3 separate regions of the Zea mays genome follow, and all the other regions are linked to region 2. The links are chromatin contacts, called in public Hi-C maps. All regions are on one chromosome and are shown on one strand. The core of a region is the stretch at or near the end of the contact, and the rest is flanking DNA. Distances in the headings are between cores, read along the strand shown. Region 1 overlaps LOC103628657. Region 2 overlaps LOC100286129. Region 3 holds the start of LOC100217137 (RNA pseudouridine synthase 7).

Region 1 (3,827 bases), core at 194-2,693, 520 kb before region 2:
CCTCTATTACTTTGAAAGGAAAAGAAAAGAGCAAAAAGGAAGAGGAGAAAGAAGGCAACACATGAATTTGGTAGATATTAGAAAAAAATATTTATGCCCCCAAATTTAGGGTGTTACAAGACTGTGTTGTGATAAGAGGCATGACTTTCTACGATTACGAGGACATGATATGAATGAGGTAGTTGGGTCTTAGTTAGGGGTCCAAGGTTTGACAAATGTAACCTCTCTCTCCTCCCTTACACTATAAAAGGGAGGATAGTGTAACGTTTAAGGGAATCCCATGTTAGACATACACACTTTCTCCTATAGGGTTAGTTTGAGTCGATAGAGTTCACACTACACCAAGAGCAGGTATAAAGGTAGATTAGAACTACTAGGCTAGAACTTTCACCATAACTAAGAGATGTGGAGGAGCTAGGAGGTCTTGATGATCCGTTCTCCATCTTTATATTCATCAATCCATGAGTAGTAAGAGGATATACCCACATAACGACTTGAATCACTCAAAGTGCGTGTGGGCTAGTTCCCTGTCATACCTAGATTTAGCATGACTGGCGACCTACTACCTGATCTCTCTCTCTCTTTATAATACTTTACGTATCGCAATATTGTTTCGCAACAACAGCTACATACTTTATTCTCTACTTATATAAACGTTTTCTTGTTGCTTATCGTTCTTACTTAAATTTCTTCACTTAACCTGTTATTTTATTAAATACTATTTAGTGCAATTCAGTTTACTTCGATATTTGAGATTATTACAAGCCTGCTTTGATTTGATTTTACTTATGTTCTTGATGAACTTAGTAGTAAAATTCCATTCTTCTACGTTGAATTGAACATCATATACTTAAGTTGAGGTGAGTACATACATTCGTACCAGAAATTCGAATCCGGAACACTGTTTAGAAAGGTCTATATCCCGTATTGAAATCTAAATTGAAACATTGTAAAAATGATATTAGAATCCGATTTCATGCTAATCCTATCCGATTTTCCATCCCTACATTGATAGTAGATTGACATAATGACATGCATACTTGACCATTTTTACCACGTGGGCCGGCTGCAAGCCTTAAAAACTCAAAGAAAGAGCTGGAGTCCACTTGAGGAGATGGCCCGAGAAAAAATTGGGCCAAGCACAGGAGCGCAGAGGTACAAATTTCTTTTCCTTTGCGTCATGTCATCACGTCCAAGTCCTACACACTAGACAGCTGCCGGTACGTTACGACTCCATCTCCAGCTACAGCTCCAGCCAGCCATGGGGAGTAGCCAAGCAGGCAGCAGTAGGACAAATTCCATCACCGATCGACAGCAGCCAGGCTAGAAAGCACCCAGAGCGAGAACGGCATAGATGCCGGAATCTTGCATGGCAGAGTGCCCTACCCGCCCGCGCAAGGGAGGCTGCTGGGAGAGGATGGGATGGGATGGGCGCGGAGGAGAGGACGACTGGCCGGACCGGACGTCTCACGTCTGGATCTGGACGACACGCGCGCGCGGAGCTGGCCCTGGTGACCATAAGATTCTCGACGAGACGAGCAAGCAAAAGCACGCACGCACGCTAGCAAGCTGCACCTGCACTGCACGCCGGCCGCCGGCAAGCTAGCAAAGCTACTGCCATGCGCGTTGCCTTCCTTCCGTGGCCGGCAGCAGGGGACCGGGGACGGACGGACGGACAAATCAAAGGGAGGTGGCGCTGGCGCTGGCGCCGCAGTAGTGCAGGAAGGAAACGGACGAGAGGTGTGCTGCGGTCCCGTCGTCGTTCTTCACCGTGCCCTGCTGGTCTGGTCTTGCGTCGCCGTCGTCTGAGACTCGGGAAAACAGGAATAAAGCAACCACGGTGTATGTACACGTAGGTAGAGACAGAAAGGGTAGTGTGTGAGTGAGAGGGGAGATGGCTACAGTACAATACAAAGCAAAACATGCAGTGCAGTGCAGTGCAGGAGAGAGCGGGTGAGTGAGAGACATGCGAACCTTTCAGCTATAGCCTCCTCGGTTTGCAGAAGGGGAATCTGTGCAGGGGAGGGGGCCAACAGCAGGGCACAGTGCAGGCTGGGCAGTGCATGCTCAGGGACAGCATGCAACACCAAAACACACCAACCGAGAGATGGAAACAGGGAGAGGCGTGCGTGGCGTGATTGGGGGAGCTAGTGTTGCGTTGCATTGCATCCCCTCGTCACTGGCCGCCAAGCAATTGCCCCCTTTGATCCTCCTCTCGGAATTGTAATTCGCCTCTCGAGAATCCAACTCTCACTAATAGATAGAAACTCTATAAAAGAGGATGTGAACCTATTTATGCTGACGTTTTTTATAACCGTCAGTGCTATGAGCTAGTAGAAATATCAGTTTCCACAAACGATTAATTGAGAACCGTCAGTGAAAATCGATTTATATTAACGATCAACGTAGAAAAATCGAGAGTGAAAATCGATTTTCACTTGCTGTCGACGTAATAAAACCGACACTACTAATAATTTCTAGAAAAACATAAAATAAGTTTTTTTTTAAAATAACAAAAAATATTTTAAGTTGAGGAGTCCTGCTCGTCTCCATCGAAGTCATAAGTCACAATAATTTTCTGCAAAATTCACAGCTATGAGGCAGCTCGGAATTTAACCCACCACCAACCTCACCCTTGCGCAAAGCCTCCTCTACCACTCCACCTATGATGTGTCTTAGAACATGTATAGTGGTGTTTAATGTAGAGACTCTTAATATGTTTAAATAGGGTATTTGCAAAAAAAATCGTGGAACCGTCTCTCCGTGAAGAGACGTCTCTTGATCGTAACCCAAGTAGCAACAGACGCCTCACTTCCCACTATATGAATTCGTCGTTTGTTCTATTGATCCGATGCAGTATAAGCACATTTACTTCTGCATTTATTAATAGATTACATTTATTGACACTCCATTGTATAATATAGTCTCTTAGTTGTCTCTTGTGCTTGAAAAACCGTTTTGATGTCTCTCCACTGTACATTCCCTTTTGCTTAGATTACAGTTTTGTTGCCCTCGTACTACAAACCAACTGAGCGTAAATTGACTATTTGAGGTCGTAAATAAATTCAAACAAAAAAGTTGTCAACTACAAAGTTGAATAACTTTTCAAGTTCTACAACTTTTATTTTGAAATTTTTTCCATTCGAGGTCGTTTGCAAAATTTGCATTTTGAATTTGACAAATTCGAATGCAATTTTTGAGTGCCGAGATGATTTCAAATAAAAAGTTGTCAATTACAAAGTTTCATAACTTTTTGAGATCTTATTTTGGTAGTTTTATCATCTGATGTCATTTGAAAAACTAAAAAAACTAAGGATAAAAATGATTTCTAGTGGAGGTTTCTTAAGAAAACTGCCACTAGAAATCGATTTCTAGTGGCGGGACACCTAAAATCTTATTTTGGGATTTTAGTAAGATTGTCCAAAAGATTGTGAATCAAAATATATTTTAATAAGAACTCCCTTACCTTAAAATTACTTATTCTAAAATAAATACGATTTCTAATAAAAAGATCCCGATAAGAATTAGTTATCCCTTTTGTTGAAATATAAAGTTATAAATATTCTCTAAGGATTTTAGTTCAAATGTCTCTTAATAGTGAATATACATTATACATTATATTTTTGGATAAGTTAAATATGTAATTGTGAATGTTCTTTTAATTAGGGTTATACATTCCAAAAGGATAACTATTTTGGTGTGTATCACCTTTGAAAATTTTGCTTAAATAAGTAAACTAATCAATAATAATAATAAATAAAGTGAATTTGCATCTCATGTAGGAGTTATGCTTGCTACATTTAACTAGTGTTCAAAACAAGATTCGA
Region 2 (3,950 bases), core at 757-3,256:
CTCGAACTCGGCGAGGGCCTCGGCGTACTCCACGCACTCCACGTCGCATTCGAACGCGTGTTTGTACGTGGGCCCGACGGTGATGACCCCGTTGGGGTCCGGCATCTTGAGCTTGAGGTAGGTGTAGTTGGGGACGGCCATGAACTTCGCGTAGCATGGCCTTCCCAGTACCGCGTGGTAGGTTCCTCGGAACCCGACCACTTCGAACGTCAGGGTCTCCCTTCGGAAGTTGTAGGGTGTTCCGAAGCAGACGGGAAGGTCGAGTTGTCCGAGGGGCTGGACGCGCTTCCCGGGGATGATCCCATGGAAAGGCGCAGCGACTGCCCGGACCGAGGACAGATCGACACGCAGGAGCCCGAGGGTCTCGGCGTAGATGATGTTGAGGCTGTTGCCTCCGTCCATGAGGACCTTGGTGAGCCTGACGTCGCCGACGACGGGGTCGACAACGAGCGGGTATTTTCCCGGGCTCGGCACGTGGTCGGGGTGGTCGGCTTGGTCGAAGGTGATGGGCTTGTCGGACCAGTCTAGGTAGACTGGCGCCGCCACCTTCACCGAACAGACCTCCCGACGCTCTTGCTTGCGGTGCCGAGCCGAGGCGTTCGTCGCTTGCCCACCGTAGATCATGAAGCAGTCGCGGACCTCGAGGAACTCTCCCGCCTGGTGATCTTCCTTCTTGTCGTCGTCGTGAGGCCCTGTGGAAGTGGCGCCGAAGCATGGCGCACTCCTCAAGGGTGTGCTTGATGGGCCCCTGGTGATAGGGGCACGGCTCCTTGAGCATCTTGTCGAAGAGGTTGGCACCTCCGGGGGGTTTCCGAGGGTTCTTGTACTCGGCGGTGGCGACAAGGTCCGCGTCGGCGGCGTCGCGTTTCGCTTGCGACTTCTTCTTGCCCTTCTTCTTGGCGCCGCGCTGAGTTGACGCCTCGGGGGCATCTTCCGGTGGGCGGCCCTAGGGCTGCTTGTCCTTCCGTAAGATAGCCTCGACCGCCTCCTGGCCAGAGGCGAACTTGGTGGCGATGTCCATCAGCTCGCTCGCCCTGGTGGGGGTCTTGCGACCCAGCTTGCTCACCAGGTCGCGGCAGGTGGTGCCGGCACAATTATATTTTTGTAGTTTCAATTTATTAGTATGTATGTATTTACAATATATATCATTTGCATAACACAATATTTATACTATCTATCCTTCGTATAACACAAATGGATATAAGCTCTAAAATGGTTAGAAGTTGGGCGTTAGGAGGGGAGGATGCAGGGTTCAAACCCCAAAACCCGTGCTATAAAAGACTGTATAACGAAGAAAAAACTATATTGCATCATGGGCTAAAAATGTCCGGTTTTCTTTTTATTGAGTACAGAGGGAGACATTGGCCCAAAAAACAGCCCATCAAACAGTTTTTTTTATCGAACAATTAGTAAAGAGGTGAGTGGTGGACTGGTGGTTATAGGCTTATAGCATGTCTTTCGGCTGTGTGAGCGCATTTTTTATGATTTTACGAGTCATTCTAGTCTTGATCACTCAAATTTGACCAAATTGTAGAGGATTTCAATATTTATGATACAAAACAGACATCATAGAAAAATATATTTTATGATAAATCTCGTGATGTCTTTTTAGTATCCTAGATTTGTATTTTTTTTTCTTCTTTACAAAATTTAATCAACAGACATGTGTTTGTACTTTTATCCTAGACGAAATACAGTGCCTTTGCACCGGTGGCCCGCCCAAAGTCGCCCGCCACTCATGTGAGGCCCACTTGTCGATCAACAAACGATTAACATGACACGTCGATCTATGGAGCGAGTCAGACAATCTTTGAACCCTGATGAACTATGTTCAATGATCAAAAGTACACATTTTTGGAGATTTTGACACTCCGGGCAGACTAGCGGCGTTCCACAACTAAAGTGTTGCGCCACCTTTATTAGTTATGGTACACGCTTCTCTGCGCTCGTTTCCAGATCATGCAAGGGACAGGATGTGGGCACAACGCAAGCACACCCACAAGAAAGGCAAAACACACACGACTGCCGCTCAGTGTTACAACTTACAAGCGTATCCCAGCCAGGTTATGTACTATGCACATTGCATTGAGCTACGGCATTATATGGAAACAACCAAACTGTTCGTTCCAATGCATCTATAGTCCTTCAGTATCGACGGCCACCACCAGTCGACAAAAGCACTCTAGTTGCTTTCTTACCCTTCTTCCCAGCGCCATTTGCTTTCTGCATCTCCGAGTTGTCAGCTGCAGTCACGGCTCTACTGGAAGATATGATGCTGGCAAATGATAATGCGGGTGTCGCTAACGGCCCTGCATAACACAAATATATCGTTACCGCCAGGAGTTCAATGGAAATCAGGTTTTAATACACTGCAAGTGTCCAAACTCCTAAACAGACCAGGTATCACGTACCTTGGTCTCTCGAGGTTTCACTTTGGCCATTTGCATCCCCAGTTCCGAGTCTTAAGGGAGGTGAGTCTTGAGCAGATGCAAAACCCAAGCGTGTTACATCAGAGAAAAGCTTCCTTTCACTCGCTGGTGGACTGGTGGACGGCCCAGCGTTGTTTCCCAGGGCTTCAGTGCAAAGAGACATCAAAATCAGCACCAACAAGAATGAACCAAATCTCAGATGTGCGTAATAAAGCAGATGAGAAAATGGGCAACAGACAAATGCAATCAGAAAACTGTGATATTAAGGATATCAAGAACAAGCAGGGACACCATCCGAAGTTCAGTAAATTTACCTTCAAAGTCATCCAGAGAGAACATGACATCGTTGTGACTTTGAGAGGAATTTGTATACTCAAATCGCATAGCTGATGCCTGAACAGCAGCAGCAACTTCCGCCTTCACTCTCTCACTTTCTTCCTACAAAACAGAGGAAACATGTGAAAAGGAGCCAGAACATGCCACACACAACTACATAAGCAACATGGAAAGCAAACCATGAAAACTCAATGGCTCTTGTATAATTGAATGATCTACTCATACTGTATTTGGATTCCAATTGCATCTAAATTTTCAGAAATGGCTTGGTCCAAATTAACCAATTAGGTAATCAATTTGTAGGTGATAAGCATTGTGAATTAGAGTTGCGAGTTATATTATGCCTGATGATTCTGCGTGCATCCTTGCTAGACATATACTAGGTTCCACGTGCCTCTTTAAAAATTGACTAGCTGTCAAAACCAGTTGTAAAAGGCTTCACCATCCCCCAATGGGATTCTTCCCATTCGATCCAGTTGCAGTCAATGATGCAAGTGGGGTGGCAGCGGTCAGCCCTCCCCACGTCCGCATGAGCTTCGAGAGCTTTTTCAGACACATGCAGAAGCTCAAGCAGCACCGAATGTTTCTGCAGGTTTATGTGGCAGCCTGCACAGCGCCGCATTGCTGATGCAACTTCACTCGTGTCCCCCTTGCCGCTGACTGCAAACGCAACCCACCCATGGCCAACGAAGTGGCCTCCTACCCCTTGTGTGGATGCTCATGTGCATGAAGGTCTTGGTTCTGGTCCGTGCAGAGCAGGTAGCCCGAGCCTCATTTTGTTCTGGCTGTCCAGGAGATCAGCCTGCCTAGTAGCCTTGGGTTTGGCAACGCCACAACCGCCATCCTGCTCCACCTGTGTCGTAGCCATGGATAACGACGAGCCGGCCAAGGCCATCCAACGATGGATGTGGTGCCGTACTATGAATGTCCAGAGGTGAAAAATTCTTGCAGATGAAAGTCGAGACGAGAACACGGTCCTTCTCAACAATTAGGCTCCACGGCTGCATTCGTGTTCCGGAGCGCACATGAGGATGGCAGCGCAGATGACGCCTCCAACAAGAACATCAACCCCGCGGCCACCGCTGCTATGGAGGATGACAGGAGGGAGCGCACACTGAGGCAGGGGAGGCCCGCACGCTTGAAGGAGGATTGTGTGTTCAGCGTCTAGGGGCAGATTGGCAGCTC
Region 3 (4,275 bases), core at 299-2,798, 590 kb before region 2:
CTGGAAGAAAAAAACACCTTTAGAAAAAGACTTGAACTAAAAATTTGTAAATGAGAAAAAGACATGTGAATTATTTTTGTTAAGTCAGAACACAGAGGGTCTAGGTTCCTGTCTGCATGCCACAGGAAGTATCTGGTTAACTAGAGAACTACATGAAGGTAAAATGGCACACAAAGTTAAACTAAATGACATCATTAACTTAGAAGTCAAGGAATCAACAACAGTTCATCAGTATAACTAATATTTTATTGATATTCTAAAAATAATTCCAATAGAAAGAGCAAATTGAGACATTAACCAAAACATCTGTTACTTACCTGTTGATTCACTTGCCATTTTTATGATATAAGCATGTAAAGGATAATGTATCTGCAGAAAATTGTGAAGATTTATGCTGCTCCTAATCTTTGGAACATTTGTTTGTATGGAGTAATCTATGTTGAACTTATGAAGTGAAATTATCGAACACTTGTTTAGTGGGGGTAATAATTTCAAAATTGATCAAAGCAACTGACCTATGCAAGAAGTGGCTTATCTTTTGTGATGATTTCACAATATAGTCTGTGTGAACCATTTGCCCATCAACCTGAAGCCTCCCACACTTCACTGCATGAACCTAGCAATTTCACCTTTCACTTACATGCAGCAATGCATATGTTACTATGAATGAGCTCAAAATCTGAAGCACAAGGTTTAAATAAAAAGGAAGATGCACGGTTCAAGACGATGGGGTTCAATAAACAACAGAGACTTCATTCAGTAGCAAGCCTGTTATGGACATCTCTCTACAACTAGGACCTCCTGGCAGACAATGATATAACCACAATGGCGTGTAATGAAAAGAAACAGTATGGTACATGAAATTCAAAGGAAATAATGGCATCATACATAGTAATCGCGGGAACGCCCTTTGAACTCATCAGTGAAGAGGTCAACGATGGTCTTTCCAGCCCATCTGTTCTTCACCTGCAAACCAAATGGGAAATGAACAAGAAATTTTACAAAATGCTTCGATGGAGATACAAGAAATCCATCGAGAGCGTATCGACGACTACAACACCTGATGAACTCAATCCTAGCAGTTCAAAAAGGGAAACAGATACACCCTGTATCCTCACATAGTAAGCATGATAATCTATCTGGAGTCGAACAGGAAGACAAAGAAAATATAGTACTTTACAAGAGAAAAATAAGGTACAGGAACAAGCGGTCCGAAATTACATGGGAGATGAACTCGAAGTAGTAAGGCCTCACGTAGCGCCGACCTTCAGGGGGAACCCACCAATCGTCAGCACATGAGGGGTTTAGGGTTTTATTGCTGGGAACAAGCGTGCGTCGCGGTTCACTGGTTCAGCAATGAGGAGGAGAGGAGGTTGCGGTTACTTGCCGTTGCGGATGATGTAGTCGTGCGACTCGGGCGGGTTGGCCGGCGTCTGCCACACTATCCCCGCTCCCCCGGGCGGTGCTGCCATACCAGGCGAATCGGCGATGACACACTCCGGCGGCGGCGGTGGTGACACGACGGAATGGGGGAACAGAGGAAACTCTCCGCTTCAGCCAAGCCGAGCGTGCAAGGGACGGTGGGTTTGACTGCCAACTGCCATCAGTTGCTGCAAAGTGGGCCACGCCATACAGCCTCGCAGAATTTACTTTTTAGGTAAACCCATTTTTCAAATAGATACCTATTTTTCAAGAGAAATTAGTTTATTTTTCCTTGAGAAAATAGAAATCTCTTGTAAAAATAGAGTTGCCAAACCTTACTCTCTAGTCTCTCTAGAAAATTGGTTTAGCCGCACATTTCTGAAAAGTTAGCCATACATTCCTGAAAATCTGATTATAGTTGTGAGTTGTGATATTTTTGTGAGTTGATAATGGTATAAAAACTAAAATTTGTTTGGTTGAAACAGTTGTCGACTATAAACTCTATAAGAACATGATAACTTCTTATATGGATAACAAAAATCTAAAAAATCTAGGAAAGAAGGTGATTTTGAATTGAACTATAGAAATTTGTAAATTTTCAGAAATCTATTATGATGTTGTACTCATTTAGCTAGGTTCTAGATTTTTTTGCATCGAATCTAGTTCAGAAAAGGTTGAACGAATCTGGTTCAGAAAGCTAAACCAAACGCGTTCGTGGTTTAGCTTTCTGAACTAATTCGTTGTCAAAAATCTGAATCCCAACTAAATAGGTATAATTTTTGAAAATCTACAGATTCATCTAATTCAATTCAAAATCACCTTCTATCCTAGATTTTTTAGGTTTATATCATTCGTGTTACTAATCTATCATGTTCTCACATGATCTATAATTGATGGTTGTTTCAATCAGATGTATTTTAGTTTTCCCATAATCGTTAGCTCGTAGCAGTTTTATCACAACAATCAGATTTTCAAGAATCTACAGCTAAATCAGAGGTTCAGGGCACATTATGGCCTATTATAGCCTGAGCCATACCATACTTGAAAAAAATTAACAGATCCAGCCCAACTCTATCTGGCCCAATCGTCTCATGCCCACACCCTTCCTCCACGACTCCACACACTCGCTCTTAGCCGTTGTCCACACTGCACAGACTTCTTGTTCTATAATTTTATTAGTTGTGTACTAAATATTATACAGTCGGGTAAAGCTATACCTAAAAAAATTCATCCTCCGCCATTGAGCTAAATCAAACAGACTCTGAATCTTGTGTGCTATTATACCATTACAAAAGTTTAGTGATCAGATGTAACACTCGTCAGTTTGGTTTTCGCTCTTTATTTGGTCTTCACGGTGTCCCAACGCTATCCTCTCTCCATGTTGCATTACATTCTCATGCAGTCGTGCTCTTGCTAAACCCGAGCAACCGGCCCACTTTCCATCACCGTTGTCACCAAACTAGGAAAGACCTCGAGTTGTTGTATCGAGCTTGAGCACTATCGATTCAATTGCCTAGATGGATCACGACAATGACAAGAACTGCATCGTGTTGGTGAGCCTCACAACAATGGCAACGGAGAACAACTTAGGCACCGCTGCCTCTTCAAAATCCTCATAATTTTTCTCTTGAACCGTCCTGGTCTTGCAGCCAATGAATGTGGCTCCACCCGTGAGGGCATGACTATGTTCCCCCAAGGCTAAGTTATATTCCTCCTGTAGTGATGGGTCTAAAGTTGAGTCCTTGTCCCTCCATCACATTACCATTATCACGCGGATATCCCGATACACACCCATGTTTATGTGGTGCTCCTAGACAACATCTTCATGGATGTGCTGACGTGTGTTGCACTTCCTCCTCTCCCGACTCCTAGACAACATCTTCATGGATGTCAGATCCCTGCTATTGACCCTATTCTGACATGTGGGTCAAGTCTCCTAATGTCTGTGTCCGAGTCCTTTGGCCAAGTCCGAGTGACCTAGTTCGAGCCCAAGTCTCTCAACCAAGTTTGAGTTACTCGGTCCCACCAGCCATTGCCTTTGTCGTTGGAATGTCTTAGGTACCGTGGCATATATCCTTAACAGTAGCGCTAAGTTTGACTTAGCAGAGTTGTCAACTTGGTTAAGTTGGACTCTATCAATTGAATCTTGCTTGTAGATACTCCTTGTATTGTTTTTGAGTTATTCCTTCTCATAGCTGAGTTATCTGTGTCAAGGTGCATCCCTCAAGTCCTAGGAATCTACCTTTTATTATTTGCAGCTCGACCAAAAATCACCAGACTTGCGCTGAAGAATATGTGTATCGCTTCAACTCCCACATGTCACTTCGGCTTCTGTCCTCGGTTTCTAGCTCTAGCTTCATGTGACACTTCACATTCCTTCACAAGGTTATAAATATCCAACCCTCCAGCTTCTAGGGTTACTCAAACCCTAACTCTCAAGCAAACTTTTCATCCATCGCCATCGTATTATTTAAGAGTACCTCTTCCGCTTCAGCCGTGAGTGTGCAGCCATGGCCTCCTCGCAACTAGGGCTAGAAATGAGGTGAGCCAAGTCGAGCTTGGTTCGGCTCGATGTGGCTCGCTGGCTGACTGAGCTTGGCTCGGCTTATCCACTCAACGAGCTGAAGAAGGAGTCTTAGCTCGGCTTGAAGTCGGCTTGCGAGCTGCACCATGGTAAATAATATTACATTTGTAGGAAACGGGTGACGCCTAAGAGGGGGGGTGAATTAGGACTTCTAAAACTTTCGCTAAACTAGACCACAATTAAATCCCTAGAGCAAAACCTATGCAAATAGTCAAACTAAAATGTGCAAACTAGGTTTTGTCTAAGTGTTGTTATCTCTACCGCAAAGG

The links. Hi-C and Micro-C count contacts between places; a contact is called where the count stands out from the background.
Region 1: a Hi-C map of ear shows a contact between it and region 2, with 4 times the contacts expected there. The contact joins two enhancer-like sites. A contact is called at or near these places in 2 of 25 Hi-C or Micro-C datasets (ear and tassel).
Region 3: a Hi-C map of ear shows a contact between it and region 2, with 4 times the contacts expected there. The contact joins the promoter of LOC100217137 here to the enhancer-like site in region 2. A contact is called at or near these places in 3 of 25 Hi-C or Micro-C datasets (ear, endosperm and tassel).

Annotation. Positions count from the first base shown.
Region 1 is chr5:168,452,673-168,456,499 of Zm-B73-REFERENCE-NAM-5.0, forward strand. The region is part of intron 1 of LOC103628657; the gene reads right to left. Among protein-coding and RNA genes, the nearest start is that of LOC100217137, 70 kb to the left of the region's middle. Within about 2 kb of position 1,444, at least 16 of the 20 cell types and tissues checked have an H3K27ac peak or open chromatin away from gene starts, as enhancers often do. A contact at or near this core is called in ear and tassel, where this site is marked.
Region 2 is chr5:168,974,640-168,978,589 of Zm-B73-REFERENCE-NAM-5.0, forward strand. It overlaps LOC100286129, which reads right to left. Exons shown (of 9, transcript NM_001159017.2): 7 at 2,744-2,867; 8 at 2,412-2,573; 9 at 1,892-2,309. The coding sequence ends at 2,146. Among protein-coding and RNA genes, the nearest start is that of LOC100286129, 9.7 kb to the right of the region's middle. Within about 2 kb of position 2,007, at least 14 of the 20 cell types and tissues checked have an H3K27ac peak or open chromatin away from gene starts, as enhancers often do. A contact at or near this core is called in ear and tassel, where this site is marked.
Region 3 is chr5:168,383,339-168,387,613 of Zm-B73-REFERENCE-NAM-5.0, forward strand. LOC100217137 (RNA pseudouridine synthase 7) reads right to left here and starts at 1,549. Exons shown (of 12, transcript NM_001143505.1): 1 at 1,388-1,549; 2 at 1,222-1,265; 3 at 889-966; 4 at 516-616. The coding sequence starts at 1,472.